Linked DNA regions of Oryctolagus cuniculus: region 1 is linked to region 2. A link is a contact called in public Micro-C data. All regions are on one chromosome and are shown on one strand. Each heading gives the region's core, a stretch centred on a gene start, on an enhancer-like site or on the middle of the called end of the contact. The rest is flanking DNA. Distances are from core to core; before and after follow the strand shown.

Region 1 (7,032 bases), core at 2,415-4,914, 310 kb before region 2:
CCAGCCGCCTCTGTCCTCCGGTTTTCTGGGGCCTTCTGGTGAGCTGCTCAGTGAAGACCCGGAGCCAACAGACCCAGTGCTCACCTGGGAGGTAGTGAGCTTGCTGTCCTGCAGGTACATGCCCTTGCTTCTCATCCGATCCTGACCACCTTCCTGTAAGGGGCCAGGGCAGGAGTGAGCTTGACAATTTGGGAGGAAGAAACTGAGGCTGGAGTGAGTGAGTGTACACTGGAGCCAGAGGTGAGGCCAGCTTAGTTCTCTGTGAGCTCAGTGAGCCTCCCCTCTGGACCCAACCAGGCTCTGAGAGACTACAGCCCCAGGCCCCAGCCGAGCAGCTGGCATGTCCTCTCCTCCTCTCCAGCCCCCGAGCTTCCTGGCCAATAGCCCAAATCATTCCATTCGACAGCTCCATTGCAGACAGGCTCGGTTCAGACGCTTGTGCTCTGTGCCAGGTCCGTGATCTGGGACAGGTATGTGACAAGCGAAAGCCCAGGAGGAATCACCTGAGTGCGGGGCCCATAGAAGGTGGCTCACTGTGGGCACACACAGGCAGGGCCCAGTGCAGAGCAGGCCCCAGGCAGGCCAGAGGACCCGCAGTGGAAGAAGTGAAGCCAGCATGCTGAGGGGACATGGCTGCAGCTGGCCTCAGGGGTCCTGGGCACCAGGGAGACTTGTTCGCTCCGGGAAGGAGGTGGAGGCTAAGCAGGGGACACCTGTGTCCAAGAGCAACTGGTTCTTGACAGTGCTGAGCAGAGAGATGCGGGAAGCAGCATGGAGTGCCACACGCTCAGGGAGGGAGAGAATGCTGTAGTTGTAGCCTTAGGGTCCGGCTGTGGGTTGGAGCTACTGCATGTGGACCAGACCCTGCTAGGAGAGCAGGGCTACTGCCTGCTGCCTTTCACCTGGGCTGCTGCGGGCGTGCTGTGTCCTCAGCCGTAGCTCACCTTGGAGCCCCAGTCAGCAGGCTCACTGGAGTCTCACGTGTACTCAGAGAGTTTCCTGGCCAAAGCGGTGTGTGACATGGGGCAGGGGACAAGATTGTGCCGGTGGAAGCCTCTGTCCACTGGGGAACACGCTGTCCCTGCCCTCAAAGAGGCCTCTGTTGGTCTGAGACATCCTGATGCCCTAAAACTGCCGGCTTCCTTTGCCTGGGACTAATGGTTTTATTCCTTTAATTCTCTAGTTATTTTAGGCAAATGTGAGCTGTCTCTTTAATCATCTGCTATGAGCTGCCAACAGCTGCATTTGGCTCTGCTGAGACTGTGAATGAAACTTGTGTCTGTCTCCCCCATCCCAGGCGGGTTCTGTCCTCTCTGTCTCCTTGATGGCCGGTGACAGGGTGTTAAGTGTGTGGTTGCCTGCTGGGAACGCGGTGCTGGTTTGCCTGGGCCATGTCAGCAGGATCTCGGAGCTAGGTGGACCTGTGACAACCTCTTGCATGACAAAGGACTTCCGCTTCCATCTCATACCTGTTGAGACGAGAAGCTCACTACCTTCTCATCTGCTCAAGGGCTACAAGCCAGGCCATGGGTCAGGGCAGGCTGCCCTCCAGAGGCAGCTTCCCAGGGTCCCCCGAGCCCTCTGGTGGTCACTCCGGAGCTTGCTGCTCACCCCAGGGTACTCTTGCTGCCCTCAAGTGGACTGAGGAAGTGTCTCTCCCTCCCCTGTGGCAGCCCTGAGGCTACCCCAGAGTTTCCTTGTGCTGCCCACCAACCATAAGGGGAAGGGTTGCAATGCAGGTGTGCCACTGTCTCCCTGTAGGACGCTCTTTGGGCAGGTCATCCTGCCCGTCCTCACCCTTGCTGCCCCGCCCTGGCACACACACAGCCGGGGTGTCCCTGAGGTGTTCCTGCCTACTCACTGAGGCCCAGGGAAGAAGGGACCAGGGACTAAGGACAGGCAAGGGGGGAGGCGGGAAGCAGGGTGATGCCATCCCTGTGTGATGTCAGCCTGGGGTCTCTCCCAACATGTAGCCGGAGGGCCCAGCTAGGTGCAAGCTAGAGCTAAAGTGTCCCAGTCATGGGGCTCCCAGGGGTGGAGGCCTTCCTTTTTCAGCCCGGGAGGCCAGCAGAAAGTGCCGCACCCCAGGTGTCTTAGCTCAGAGCGTGGCTGCTCCAGCTGCCCTGGGGAGGAGTGTGAGGAAGGATTCTCTCTTCCCTGTCACTGCCACACCGCTGTACCCACCGTCACCGTCTCTGCAGCTGAGCCTTTCAGAGCCACGTCTTGGTAGGAGGGGCAGCAGGGGATCTCGGCTGTGACCTTAAAGAATCACCAAAGAGTCTGAGATGACAGAGGGAAGTGAGAGGCTAGTGGGACTCGGGCCAGCCCTTGGGTTGTGGAGGCTGGAGCACTGTGGCCCTCCCAGGGTCTTCAGGCAGAGTGCAGACGAGGCTCCACGCTCCCAAGCCCTCCAGTCCTTCGTCCTGTGCCTCCAGAGATGAACTGCCTGTGGGCTTGGCACCGGATAGGGAGCACCCCCGTTCAGTGAGGGCTTCTCACCCTTACCTCGCCCCCAGCAGGCAGCCTGCACCGTCTAGTTCCCTCACGCGGCCTCCCCCAGTCTGAGCTGAAGTCCAGGCCTCCGGGTCCTTCCTGCAACCCCTGGGGGTTTCCCCTTCAGCCCTCCGGCACATACCTCTTCCAACAAAAACCTCCATAGCTCCCTGCGAACTTGCCATAATTTATAGGCACGAGGCAGTCCAAGTCCATATGGAGAAAAGTAGCATTCCTCTCGAAGCAGCAGCCCAGCCAGGAGACGGGGGCTGCTGCTGAGCGGTGTCCCTGTTCCCACGTAGAGCCGGGGCAAGGCGGCGGCAAAGGCAGGAGCTGGTGATGCCAGCCACACAGCTTTGCGGGCTCAGGGAGACCACTTGTGTCCCAGGATGTTGCCCTGGGATGCAGAATGCCTCCAAGATTTTTTTTATTTATGTTGATTGATTTGCCTAAATGGTGGTCTTCCCAGAACAAAGGGACCACCCTCTTTCTCAAAGGTAAATTTGAGCCGCCTCCTTTAGATAAGCCCAGAAAGGTGAGCCACTTTCAGACTGTTCCCCCAGGTCCTTACACCCAGGGCGCCACTCGCCTTTCCCAGCAAACCCCGCCAGGATCAGGTGTTCCCAGCCCTGTTTTGTGGAGGGAGCAGCTGAGGTTTGGGGAGGTTGAGTTGCTTCTACTCTGATGAGGTGCGAAGAGGAGGAGGGAGGAGGCAGGAGGCAGAGCCCATGCTGTGGGCGCAGCCACCTCACCCCTCCCATCCCAGTCCTAGGATGTCCCACCAGGAGAGGAGAGCACCGGCACGCAAGGGGTTAAGTGCTGTCCTGTGGAAGCAAAGTCATCCCAACACCACCCCCCTCCCCCGTTTTCTCTTCCTTTTCCACTGAGCTGACCTTTAAATTATGGCATCAGCTGCCGTGCCAGACACGCTGCGATTTCCCCTCACTCCATCTGCCCAGCCTTCCCACTGGCGCAGCTTCTGGCTCGCCGCTCCCCCGCCCTCCTTCCCGCGCTCGGCTTCTCTCTCAGCCCCAGTCAGCTGCCTCCCTCCCAGTCCCATTCACAAAATCCCAGCAGTGCCCGCTGCCCCTGCTGCAGGTGGCCCTTGGGCATCCGTGGCATTCTCTCAGGGTGGGGTGTGTTTGCCTCTGCTCCGCGTGCTGGGACGCCCTGGCTGCGAAGCCGCCTCTGCCCAGGCCTCCTCTGCCTCCCTCCCCGCCTGCAAACTTTCACACCAGCCACCCCCACTGGTGCCCACGCAGGCCCTTCCTGCTCCTCCATCTGCCTCCTCCAGCCTCACCTCTCCCAGAAGCCTCCAGTAAGGATGCACCCTCTGCTTAATGCTCATTTGCATTTGGCCCAAGGCCTAAATGATATTTTATTTATTTTTTGTCATGATTGTAGACTATAGCAGACATTAAATCTTATCGGTTTAATTTTCTTCCAGATAATAGTGCAGGCTTTGATTTAAAAAAAAAAAAAAACCTACGGAAAAAGTGTCAAAGAAAAGTGGAACATTAATCAAGGGACTTTGATGAAAGGAATGAGAGTGTTTTCCTAAGAGCCTAACATGTGGTACAGCTGCTGTGGATATTTAAATGACATTTTTCATATGTTGCCGTAAAAGAAAAAAAACTCTTTGAGTCGATTCTGGAAATATATTCCAATTTGCTACAATGCTAGTGGTTTTAAAATTATTTAGAAATAAAATGTGTTTATGATTTCTGCTCTACTTTGTGTGTTTGTCTGCTTTGGGCCGCCATCCTCTGAGGAGGGCTGGCCCGTCTCCCCCAGAGGCTGGGGGCTCTTTAAGGACAGGAACCACCAGACTGGGGGCCTCCAAAGATGGGAGCCCTGTTTTCTTCCTCGGTGGCCTTTGCCCCCAACACCCCTGTGTCCCAGAGGCTTCAACTGTAGCGGGAGAGGTTCATCCAGGACAGAAGGGGATGGGGAACACCATCACGTGTTTCTTTTCTTTCTTTCTTTTTTTTTTTTTTTTTTTTGACAGGCAGAGTGGATAGTGAGAGAGAGAGAGACAGAGACAGAGAGAAAGGTCTTCCTTTGCTGTTGGTTCACCCTCCAATGGCCGGCGCGGCCGGCGCGCTGCGACCGGCACATCGCGTTAATCCGATGGCAGGAGCCAGGTGCTTCTCCTGGTCTCCCATGGGGTGCAGGGCCCAAAGACTTGGGCCATCTTCCACTGCACTCCCAGGCCATAGCAGAGAGCTGGCCTGGAAGAGGGGCAATCGGGACAGAATCCGGTGCCCCGACTGGGACTAGAACCTGGTGTGCTGGCGCCGCAAGGCGGAGGATTAGCCTAGTGAGCCGCGGCGCCAGCCCATCACATCACGTGTTTCTCAGCTCTGGGGAGGCCTTGTTGGATTTTTAATATTTATTTATTTATTTATTTGAAAGGCAGAGCATGAGAGAGAGAGGCAGAGAGAGAGAGAGAGAGAGAGAGAGAGAGAGAGAGAGAGAAAGAGAGAGAGAGAGATCTTCCATCTGCTGGTTCACTCCCCAAATGACTACAACAGCCCTGGGCTAGGCTGAAGCCAGGAGTCAGGAACTCCATCACGATATTCCACACGGGTGGCAGGGACCCAAGCTCTTGGACTGTCATTCTCTGCCTTCATGGTGCATTAACAGGAAGCTGGAATGGAAGTAGAGTGTCCTGGGGGAAACCTTTGAAAAAAATCTTGATCTCTGTCATAAATGAGAAAGAAACAAATTGGCTCAATTCCTGGCTTCCCTTAGAAGCCTGATCATCAGAGTGAGTGAAACCCCGGGGCAGCAAACCCTTGGCCTCCAGCCTCCCTTGTGTGAGGCTTGTCGCAGCAGGGCAGGCACCCCTCGGTCCCATTTGGGTTGGCGGAGACTGTGTTTTAGCCTCATTTTTGGAGCCAGCTGGGCTGGGAATTCCTTGGGACTGTGGCCTGCCCAGCCTCCTCCCTGGGATCCAGGCCTGGTGTCAGAGAAAGAGGCCTTAGAGAGGCTGGGGCTAAGGGGCTGAGGCCGTAGGATCACTTCCACCAGGTTCCGGGGTAGAAGGGGCCCTCAGACACCCCCCCCCACCCCCCCCCCACCCCCGGCCCAGGACCAAAAAGACAAATGTTCTGGGTGGGGGTGGGGGGTTGGGGCTTGCTGGCCTTTCCTGGACTGCATGGCCCCTGGGGAAATTACCTGAGGCCTGGGCCTGGGCCTGCCTGGGTGGTCGCTCCTGTCCCCATTGGCCAGCGGGGGGCACACTCTCCCAAGTTTTCCTGTCTTCCCTGGACCTGAGGGGGAGAGCTGCCGAGCCTCCTTCCTTGCCAGGGGCTTCCTGGGGTCCATGGGTGGGAGGAGCCCCCTCCTTGCAGCCTGCCTAGGGCATCTCCATACCCCCTGCTCCCTTCCTCGTGAGCTCCCCGACTCCTGCCCTTGTCCTCCTGCCCCACAAGCCCTCACTGGTCTTCCCGGGAGAAGGTCTTCCATGGGAGGTGTGTGATTTAGAAGAGGGGAGACACTTGCCAGACACAAACTTGAGCCTTCCCTGCTCTCAGATTGTCCCCCAGCTTCCCTCCTAAGCTCACGGCCCCTCCCTATGCCGTCCCCCGGTGCCCACCTCTGCATGCACATTGCCCCAAGTGCCCAGGCTCTAGGTCTTAGCCCCAGTGAAATACCTGCTATGGGGCCAGCTGAGCCCCTCTCTCTACCTAGGGCCCTCCCTGTCTCACTCTACAGAGCTTTCTTGCTGAAGCCTGGGAAGGAGCTGGCCGAGGTGGGGTCTCTCCTTGTTGTCTTACACCCTTGTTGGTCTGTGAGGCCCTGGGGCTGGACAGTGGGGTCCTTCCTTTGTTTGTCTGTAGCATTGCTTGGTGCAGGAGGGGCTGGGAGGGGGGCTCCTGCAGGGATTCGGGAGCAGCTTGTAGAGGCAGCCATGGCACTCAGAGAGCCTGAGGCCCCACTAACGGGTCTGCTGAACCGGATGGCGATGCCTCTCTTGCCTGCAAGGATTTAGGAAGGAGCTATGAGGGGCTTCCAGGAAAGTCTCCTCACACCAAAGACAGGGACACAGAGACATGGGGAGATGGGGGGTCTCTCCTTCCTCTGGCATAGCCCTGCTTGACCACACCCCAGGAGCTCCCGCACCATCTGGGAATGAAGCTGAGCCCCAGGAGGGAGAGCCAGGAGCATCTCTGAAATATGGAGCAGGAGCCCTGATGAGCATCCTGGGAATACGAGCGAGTCCATTTCTCTTACCATGTGACGGTTAGGGATGAGATGTCATGTTATCCACTGCTGTGAAACAGCCCACTGCATGGCGAGAGGTGGGTGGTGCCTAGAGAGACCCCTGCCGCTGATGCTGACCTGACGCTGCCTGAGACCAGAGGCCTTTCCCTCCACCCCTTCCTCCTTTCACCAAGGCCACCTCTGACGCTACATGGAGATGTGCCTACCTGCCTTGCCGGGCCATTTGGAGCCCGCTCTAGGATAACACACGTGACCTGGAGGCTCCTTGGGCTGTCCTTCCCTTCCCTACTGCCTTGCTTTACCAAGACT
Region 2 (7,323 bases), core at 3,364-5,863:
CCCCAAAGGCCCCCAGACTGCCCTTCTCGCGTTGGGTCTAGAGGCGCAATTGGCCAGCAGGAGGTGCGAGGGGAGAAGCTCTGCAGGCCTCGAATCCGAACTCGAAGCCGTCTAGACACGGAACAGCGGGGTCCTCTAGCGTGGCGCGCAAAAGTGGGAGGCCGATTCGGGGTAGGGCGTCCCCCTGGCGTCGCGCATTTCTTACCCCGAAGCGCACCGAAGGAGGGGTCAGGGCTCGTACCTTGCGCTTGTTGCGGTGGATGTCGCCGATGGAGTTGGCCACCGTGTTGGGGCCCAGCAGCATGCGCGTGCTGCGCGGCCACTCGGTGCTCACGAGGTGATGCTCGCCCATGAGGATCTTGCGCACGTTCTCCGCGCCGGTCACGCGGATCAGCGGGCGCCCCAGCAAGTGCGTCTTGAACACATTGCCATACTTCTCTCTCCGTGAAGACTGGAAGCCGGAACCCTGCGGGAGCCACACAGCAGACCTCTCTCAGGGCGCCTGGAGAGCCGGCGGGGGAGGGGCGGCGGACCCCACCCCGCGGCACCGGTCACCTGCCCTCCCCCACCACACGCGCGCGCGTACACACACACACACACACACGCAGGTTTTATTTTTCATAGCGTGCACAAGAACTGGGAAGTAGGGCCCAGAGGCTAATAAATAACGCAAGGAGGCAGGAGGCCCAGGAGCACCCCCGGGAGGCCGGTTTTTAGTAATGACTTTCGGGAGGGAAAAGGTATCTCTGACGGCTGGACCTGCAGCTAGAGCCGCAGACCCCCACCCCCAACCCCGCGCTCGGGAGCCTCGGAATAAATATTTCCAGGCTCCGGGCCACGGGCTGGCAGACCCCGCGGGGTGGCCGCAGGCCAAGGATTATTTATAGCGGTGAGCGGTCCGTGCCCGGAGGCAGTCACTACAGATGGGGGTTGGCGTTCCCTCCGGTCTCCGGTGTGGCCGGCGCGGAGAAGGCGGCCCTCCGAGCACGCTGCAGGGCGGGGTCACGGGCCGAGAGCTGCGACTTTTCTAAAGCGTTTTGCCCTGGAAATAACTAAGACAGGACTCTCGCCGCCGCCGCCCAGGAGTTTGGAACCGGAGCGCGGCGGAAGGCGCTTCCCGCGGGGCGGGCGGGACCGGGCGGGGCGCCCCGCGCAGGTAACCGGATCCCCGGTGGCTGCGGCGCGAGCCGGCGACGGCGGGGCCCCGGCGCGGGCTAGCGCTCCGAAGAGCCTGCGGAGCCGGCCCCGCGCGGGTGCCGGAAACCGAGGGGACCACGGAGGGGCGGGGGCCGGGGCGTCTAGCTCACCTTTGACGTCGGCACTAGCCACCCCACCCCGTGTTAACCCTTCTCCTGCCGGGGCAGCCCCGGCCGAGCTCGGGAAGGCACCACCTGTGCCCGTGCACACAGACGGCCTCAGGCTGTCACCTACCGGGTCAGGCAGCCGAGAGCACACAACTCTGCCTCCCCCCACCCCTCTTCTCTTGCTCGGTCCCCCTCCTCTCCTTCCTTTCTTCCACGGAAAGCTGTTCTCCTGCTAGCTGTGTGCACACCCCGGCGCGGCCGAAAAGTGACTCTGCAGAACCCGGTCCCTAATCACTTTTCCACATGCTCCTCCGGCCCCGGGCGCGCGACAGGGAGCGAGCCGGGAGCTCCCGCGCTACCAAGAAGGGGCCGGGCTGCGGGGACGTCGGCTCTCCCGCGGGCTGGAGGTGTCTATGCCTTTAAGAAAAGTAGAGGCGGAGGTGGGGTGCAACCCAGGCGGGGAGCGGGGTTCCCTCCCTCCGCGCGCCGTGCCCGGCTCCCTCGCTCCGTCTGCCTCCGTCTCTCCTCTCCTTCTTTCCCTCTGTTTTTCTTTTCTTTCGACACAAAAGTTGGGTTGTGAATTTTCCGAGGTCGCCGCCGCCTCGCCCCCACCCCCCCCCCCGCCTCTGATCTGCCTAACTATAATTAAAGTGCGTTTTTTGTGGCATTAATAAAGAGTTATTTGTCCGCCGTTTCCACAGTCTTCACAAAGAGGACTTTCATAGGGGCGGCCGCTCGGGCCACGAGTCCAATTTATACAAAAATGTTGTATTTTTAGCCCTGGGCTCTGTTTAGATGGCGCTCGGTGGAAACGGAGAGCCCTCGGCGGTCTCCCCGTAAAATCTGATAAATGACTCCGAAAAAATAACGCCGGGCTTTAGAGGGCTCGCGTTAACCCCTTCCGCGCCCCTGGGCACGCACCCCTGTTATCCCCCCCCACACACACACACCCCCGGCGGAATCTGAGGCCCGGGGCGCACGGATGCGAGGCGCAGGTTTCCACCTCCCAGACTTCGGCAGGAGCTGGATGCGGCCCCTCGGGGCCCCTTGCGGGATTCTGAGAAAACTTCAGGGGGACACGAAGGGCAGAGGAAGGTCAGGGAACGGGGTGGGGGGGGCGGGTGGTGACAGACCGCGGATTCCGCAGATTGGCTCTAACGAGGGGGGAGCCGCGGCCCATGTGAGTTATTTTATTTTCTAAGTTCTCGGCCAAAAACCTAGACCACCGCCGCAGTTTAACCCTTGAAGTGTGGAGGAAGGGAGAGGCTTTGGGGACTTTCTTCGACGGGGGTGGGTGGGGAGGGTGGTCGCCTGATTTGATGAAATGAATCCACCCCATTCCATGAACCACCCCAGAAAGACGTGGGTGGACTCTGGGACCTGCGAAGACCACCGAGCAGAGGAACCGCGCGCCCCCCTGCGCGCCCCCCTCTGCTGTCATTCGGCCCGGGCGGTCAGGGGCCGTGCGCGCGCGCGCGCGAATTGCACGCGTCTGTTAATCTCAAGCCAAGCTTTCGCACCACCGAACCCTCAAGTCCCCGCGCTCACCTTTCGCTTCACCTCTCCGTGCAGGAGTCGCCTGTTTCAGGTCATCCAAGTTCCTGCTCACCCCCATCAGCACGCACCACCAAACACACAAACTCAGGCGTGCCCGGGCGCGCGCGCGCACACACACACACACCTCACTGTTACCACAGGGGCGCCCCCACCTCCCCTCACACCCGCCCCCCAAAAGCCTGGTGTGTATCAAATTGCAAAACCGATTGTCTAGCATTTGACGAGGTTAACTCCAGGTTAATCTCTCCATTACCTACCTGGGTCTGGTCCCCAACGCGCCCCACCCCCATTATCACCCAGCGGAGCAGGGTTGCGCTGCGTCTAACAGCAAACACGCGCGCTCTCTCTTTCTATGGATTTCACACACGCCTCTCCCAAGTTTCTCTCTCCTGTAAACTCTCCCCACCCAGTAGGTAAATAGACCCTTTTCCCCGAAAGCCGAGAGCCCTCGGGTCTCTGGCTTCTCATTTTCCTTGGGTTGCCTTCTTCCTCTCCCACCACACACACACACACACACACACACACACACACATACACACACACGTTTGCGCGCGCCGCGAGCCAGGGCAGCTGTACCTGGCGCAGCCGACTTCATGGCGCGAACACACCCCGGGCCTTAAAGGGACAATTCACTCCACCGCGGCTGCCCCTTCCTCTCGCCGCCCGCTCTGAGGCTCCGCGACCCCGTCGAAGCCCAGGAAGCCTCTGGCTACTGAGCCTGGAGTGCGCGAAGGGGAGGCGAAAGCCGCTCGGAACCGGGCGCCCCCTCGGACTCGCGCCGTGCGGTGAGCCCCCCGGGGCTCTCCACACGCCACCACCGGGTCAGCCGTGGGAGCCCTCTCCGGTCCGGAAACTCCTCCGAGCAGCCCACTGAGCCAGCGCACGCGGCGCGGGAGTCTCGGGACCTCGCCTCCAGCGGGCAGGAGAAGCCCGGGCGGCGCGGGCTGCGGGCAGGGAAGGGGCGGGGCAGGGACCCGTGCCTCGAGGCTCCCGGAGCTCCCGGCCCGCGCCTCGGACAGCCCGCGCTCGCAGCGTGCGGACCCCGGGGAGCAGCAGGTCGAGCGCGCCCTTACCTGTAGCAGCCAGTGGCCGGTCTCTCCGATGAGCGGGAAGCCCATGGAGCCCTTGGGGATGGGCAGCTTGCAGCTCTTGTCGCGGGTGGCAGCCCAGCGCAGCTGCCATAGCTGCTGCGACACGGCCAGCAGCAGCGTCACGGACACCAGGCACGCGGCGAGGGTGGCCAGCGCCGACACCAGCTCCAAGCCCTCAAAGAGCATGTTGGCGGCCGCTCGGGGGATTGGCTGTGCCGGCCGCGGCGGGGGAGGGGAGGGCCGGACCCGAGCGGCGGGGGAGGGGAGGCTGTGGCCGAGGGTCCTGGCACCTCCAGCCGCAACAGAGAAGGAAGGGTTGGAGGGAAGGGGAGTGGAGGCTGCGAGGGGAGCGGAGAGAGGGGGTGGGGTGCGAATTGCCTAGAAGAAGAAAGAGAGGAGACACGAGGCGACTCGAGGTGTAACTTTGTTTGTTTGTTTGTTTGTTTGTTCCTTTATGGCGGGCTTAGGGACTGCTCTAGGGGTGGTGGGATGAAGCCTGAAATCAAGCTAGTGGACTTGCTCTCCCCCTAACCATCACACTCGGAAAACTTTGCAAAACTTTGGCCAGCAAGAGCCTCTCTCTCCCTCTCTCCCTCTCTCTCTTTCGTGAGCCCCTTCCCCTACTCGGGGGGAAAAAGAAAAAAGAAAAAAAAAGGGGGGGGGACAGAGAGCTAGGGGAGAGAAAGTGCAATCGATTTGTCTAAAGTAGTCCTCCCAAGTTCCTAGGTTGGGGGCAAAAATTCTGAATGCAAAAATTCCAACGAACCCAGAAACTTTGGGGGCGAGGGAGAAGGCTCCCCAGCTGAGGCGAGTGGAGAGGCCCGAGGCCAGCGTCCCTGGGCTGCCCGGGGAGGCGCGCCCGAGCCCCGAAGCCGCCGCGGAACCCCGAGGCGGGCAAGGCGGGCAGCGCGGCGAGGCGGGCGCGGCGAGGCGCGGCGCGGCCCGAGCGCGGGTGCGGAGCCGGCGGGCCGCGGCCGGGACGGGACGCAGCCGGCGACAGAGCCCCGGGCGGGCGCTGGGGAGGCAGCGGCGGCAGCGGCGGCGGCGGTGGCGGCGGCGGGCGGGAGGGGTGAGGCGGGGTGGGGTTGGGGGGAGGAGGTGGAAAACCCGAGCTGGGCTATTGTATCAATTAAAAGGCAGTCCGTCCCGGGACGCGGTCTCTCGGCTCTGGAGTTGCTGCTAGGAGAAGAAAGGGGGGGAAAGAAAGGCAGGCGAGAGGAATGAGAGAGGGGGAAGCAGGAGGCAGGATTTCAGGGCTGGTGGTTTTAAAAGCGTCTCTCAATGTGAATTCAAGTCAATGCGAGGCGATGCGTGTGTTTATATAGAGGCGGGAGGCTGCGCCGTGGGCGCGCACAAAGCGGGAGGCGTGGTGAGAGGCCGGGCCCGCGGCCGGAGCGTGTGAGCGCGGCCGCCCCCCGCCCCGCCCCGCCCGCCGCCGCCGCCGCCGCCCGCCGCCGCCGCCGCCCGGGACCCACTTGTGGCCGCCGCAGGATCAAACTCAGTTCACCTCTCGCCTCCTCTTCTTCTCGCCGGCGTCTCGCGGAGCCCGGCACCTACAGACGGACGAGATGAGACACGCGCGCACACGCGGTGCGCACTCGCGGGGTGCCCGCTTAGCTGCCCGGCTACTCCCCTCTCTCTTTTGCTCGCTCTTGGGTCCCCGACCTCCTGCGCTCGCTCCGGGCAATCTCCCGTGGGCCATAGCCGCGGCAGAGCTGGACCTGGCCAGACCACCCTCTTGACTGAGGGAGGGTGGGGGTGCGCCCAGCACCCGTGAACCTGCGCCTGGGGCCTCGAGCTCCTATCGCACGGGACCCGCCGGCTCCCACCTCCTGGGACTGCTCCTTTGCCACTCTCCATCCCACCTCTCCTAGTCCCTCATCTTCTATCTACATTCCCAAACCTCAAATACCAAGTGCCATCTCCCTCATTTGGGGCGCTTACCCTCCAGGACCCCGAGGTTCCCCGTCCCCGTCCGCGTCCCGGGGTTGCCAGCGCCGCAGCCCCTCCCTGACACATCGAGACAGGCCCCCTCCCCACGCTGCAATCCCCGCCAGCGGCAGCCCGCAGCGTCGGAGGAGCCCCGATGCTGGTCCGGGCTAGCGTCCGGCGGCGCTGGGAACAAATGCGTCGGCCCGGGCACCCGGAGGCGGGAGAAGTCGGGCACAAACGTTCATTGATACAAATGAGTAAATAAACCAGCCGGTGAGCGCGGCCACCTTCCCGGAGCCGGCCGCAGAGGACACAGAGCGCGTGCCAGTGCGAGGTGTGCGTGTGGCCCGGGGCCGCACCTGCGTATGCGCGCGCGTGTGTCCTGCAGCGGCCCGACGTCTGGGGAGCGAGGTGGGGCGTCTGCAGGTTTGTGAGCCGTGTGTGTCTGTGCGCCGGTGCATCTGTCTGTCAGCTGGGCTCTCCTCCTGCGAGCCTGTGATGCCGCAGAGACAGGCGCCCCAACGCCGACAACTGCCGAGCCAGAGTCTGGCTCCTGGTCTCCGCGCGTTGCATCCCGTTTTCTCCATCCCCCTCCCGGTCTCTGTCGTTCACTCTCACACTCCAGAAACAGGACTTGCTAACCCGGCTTTGATTCAGGGTGGTGTGTGTGTGTGTGTGTGTGTACGCAAAGGAAGCCAGACTCCCCTTGAAGCGCCTCGCCTGCATCCAAGACGAGTTCTGCGTTAAAAGTAGCTGGAAGACAAGGTGCGTGAGTGGCCAGCATGCGCGCCTAAGTGTTGTCCCTCCCTGTGTGAGCGCTTCCGAGGTTGCTGCGGCCAGCGGACCTCTCCACGCTGGGCTCCCTCCGAGCGCTGGGTCCTTTCGCCTCTCACTCTCTGCCCTGGAACCCCACCTGGTGGACAGACAGAGCACTACAGATTCAGGGGACGCGATTCCCACTCCCCCTTCCCCAGGCACCTTTGCTCCTGATAGATGGCTCCAAGGGCCTGCCTGTGGGTTCCTGTCTCAGGGCCCTCACTCTTCTACCCCAAGCCGGTCGCTTACGAAGTCCGCATCAGAATTCCAGAAACAGAGAGCGAGGGGCACCCTCCCCCAGGGAGTTTCACCACAAATCAAATCTGGACTGGGCATCTCTCCCCCCCAGAGTGGTGGGACCAGCACCACCCCACTCCCCAGCTGAGAGTGAAGCTGGGGTAAAACGGGGGACAGGGGGAGTTACTGAAGAGCCCTGAGAATCCAACCTGACACCCACGAAGCAGGAGTGGTAACAGGGGCTTGACCCCCCGGGGCGGGAGCCACCTGTGAGAGCTGGCCCTGAAAGAATGGATGCATATACCTCACAGACATGCAGCAGAGGCACCTCCTCTGCACAGTCACCCAGGCACACACACCCAACACAACCCCTGCCTCCCACCCAA

Evidence for each region. A called contact is a pair of places that touch in the nucleus more often than the background predicts.
Region 1: a Micro-C map of ear pinna shows a contact between it and region 2, with 3 times the contacts expected there. The contact joins the enhancer-like site here to the promoter of CYP26B1 in region 2. A contact is called at or near these places in 2 of 6 Hi-C or Micro-C datasets (ear pinna and psoas muscle).

What each region holds. Positions count from the first base shown.
Region 1 is chr2:131,054,498-131,061,529 of mOryCun1.1, reverse strand. The region is part of intron 2 of LOC127488392 (a long non-coding RNA gene); the gene reads left to right. Among named protein-coding and RNA genes, the nearest start is that of DYSF, 300 kb to the left of the region's middle. Within about 2 kb of position 3,664, at least 1 of the 8 cell types and tissues checked has an H3K27ac peak or open chromatin away from gene starts, as enhancers often do. A contact at or near this core is called in ear pinna, where this site is marked.
Region 2 is chr2:130,742,717-130,750,039 of mOryCun1.1, reverse strand. It overlaps CYP26B1 (cytochrome P450 family 26 subfamily B member 1), which reads right to left and starts at 4,613. Exons shown (of 6, transcript XM_051842766.2): 1 at 3,935-4,613; 2 at 242-466. The coding sequence starts at 4,138.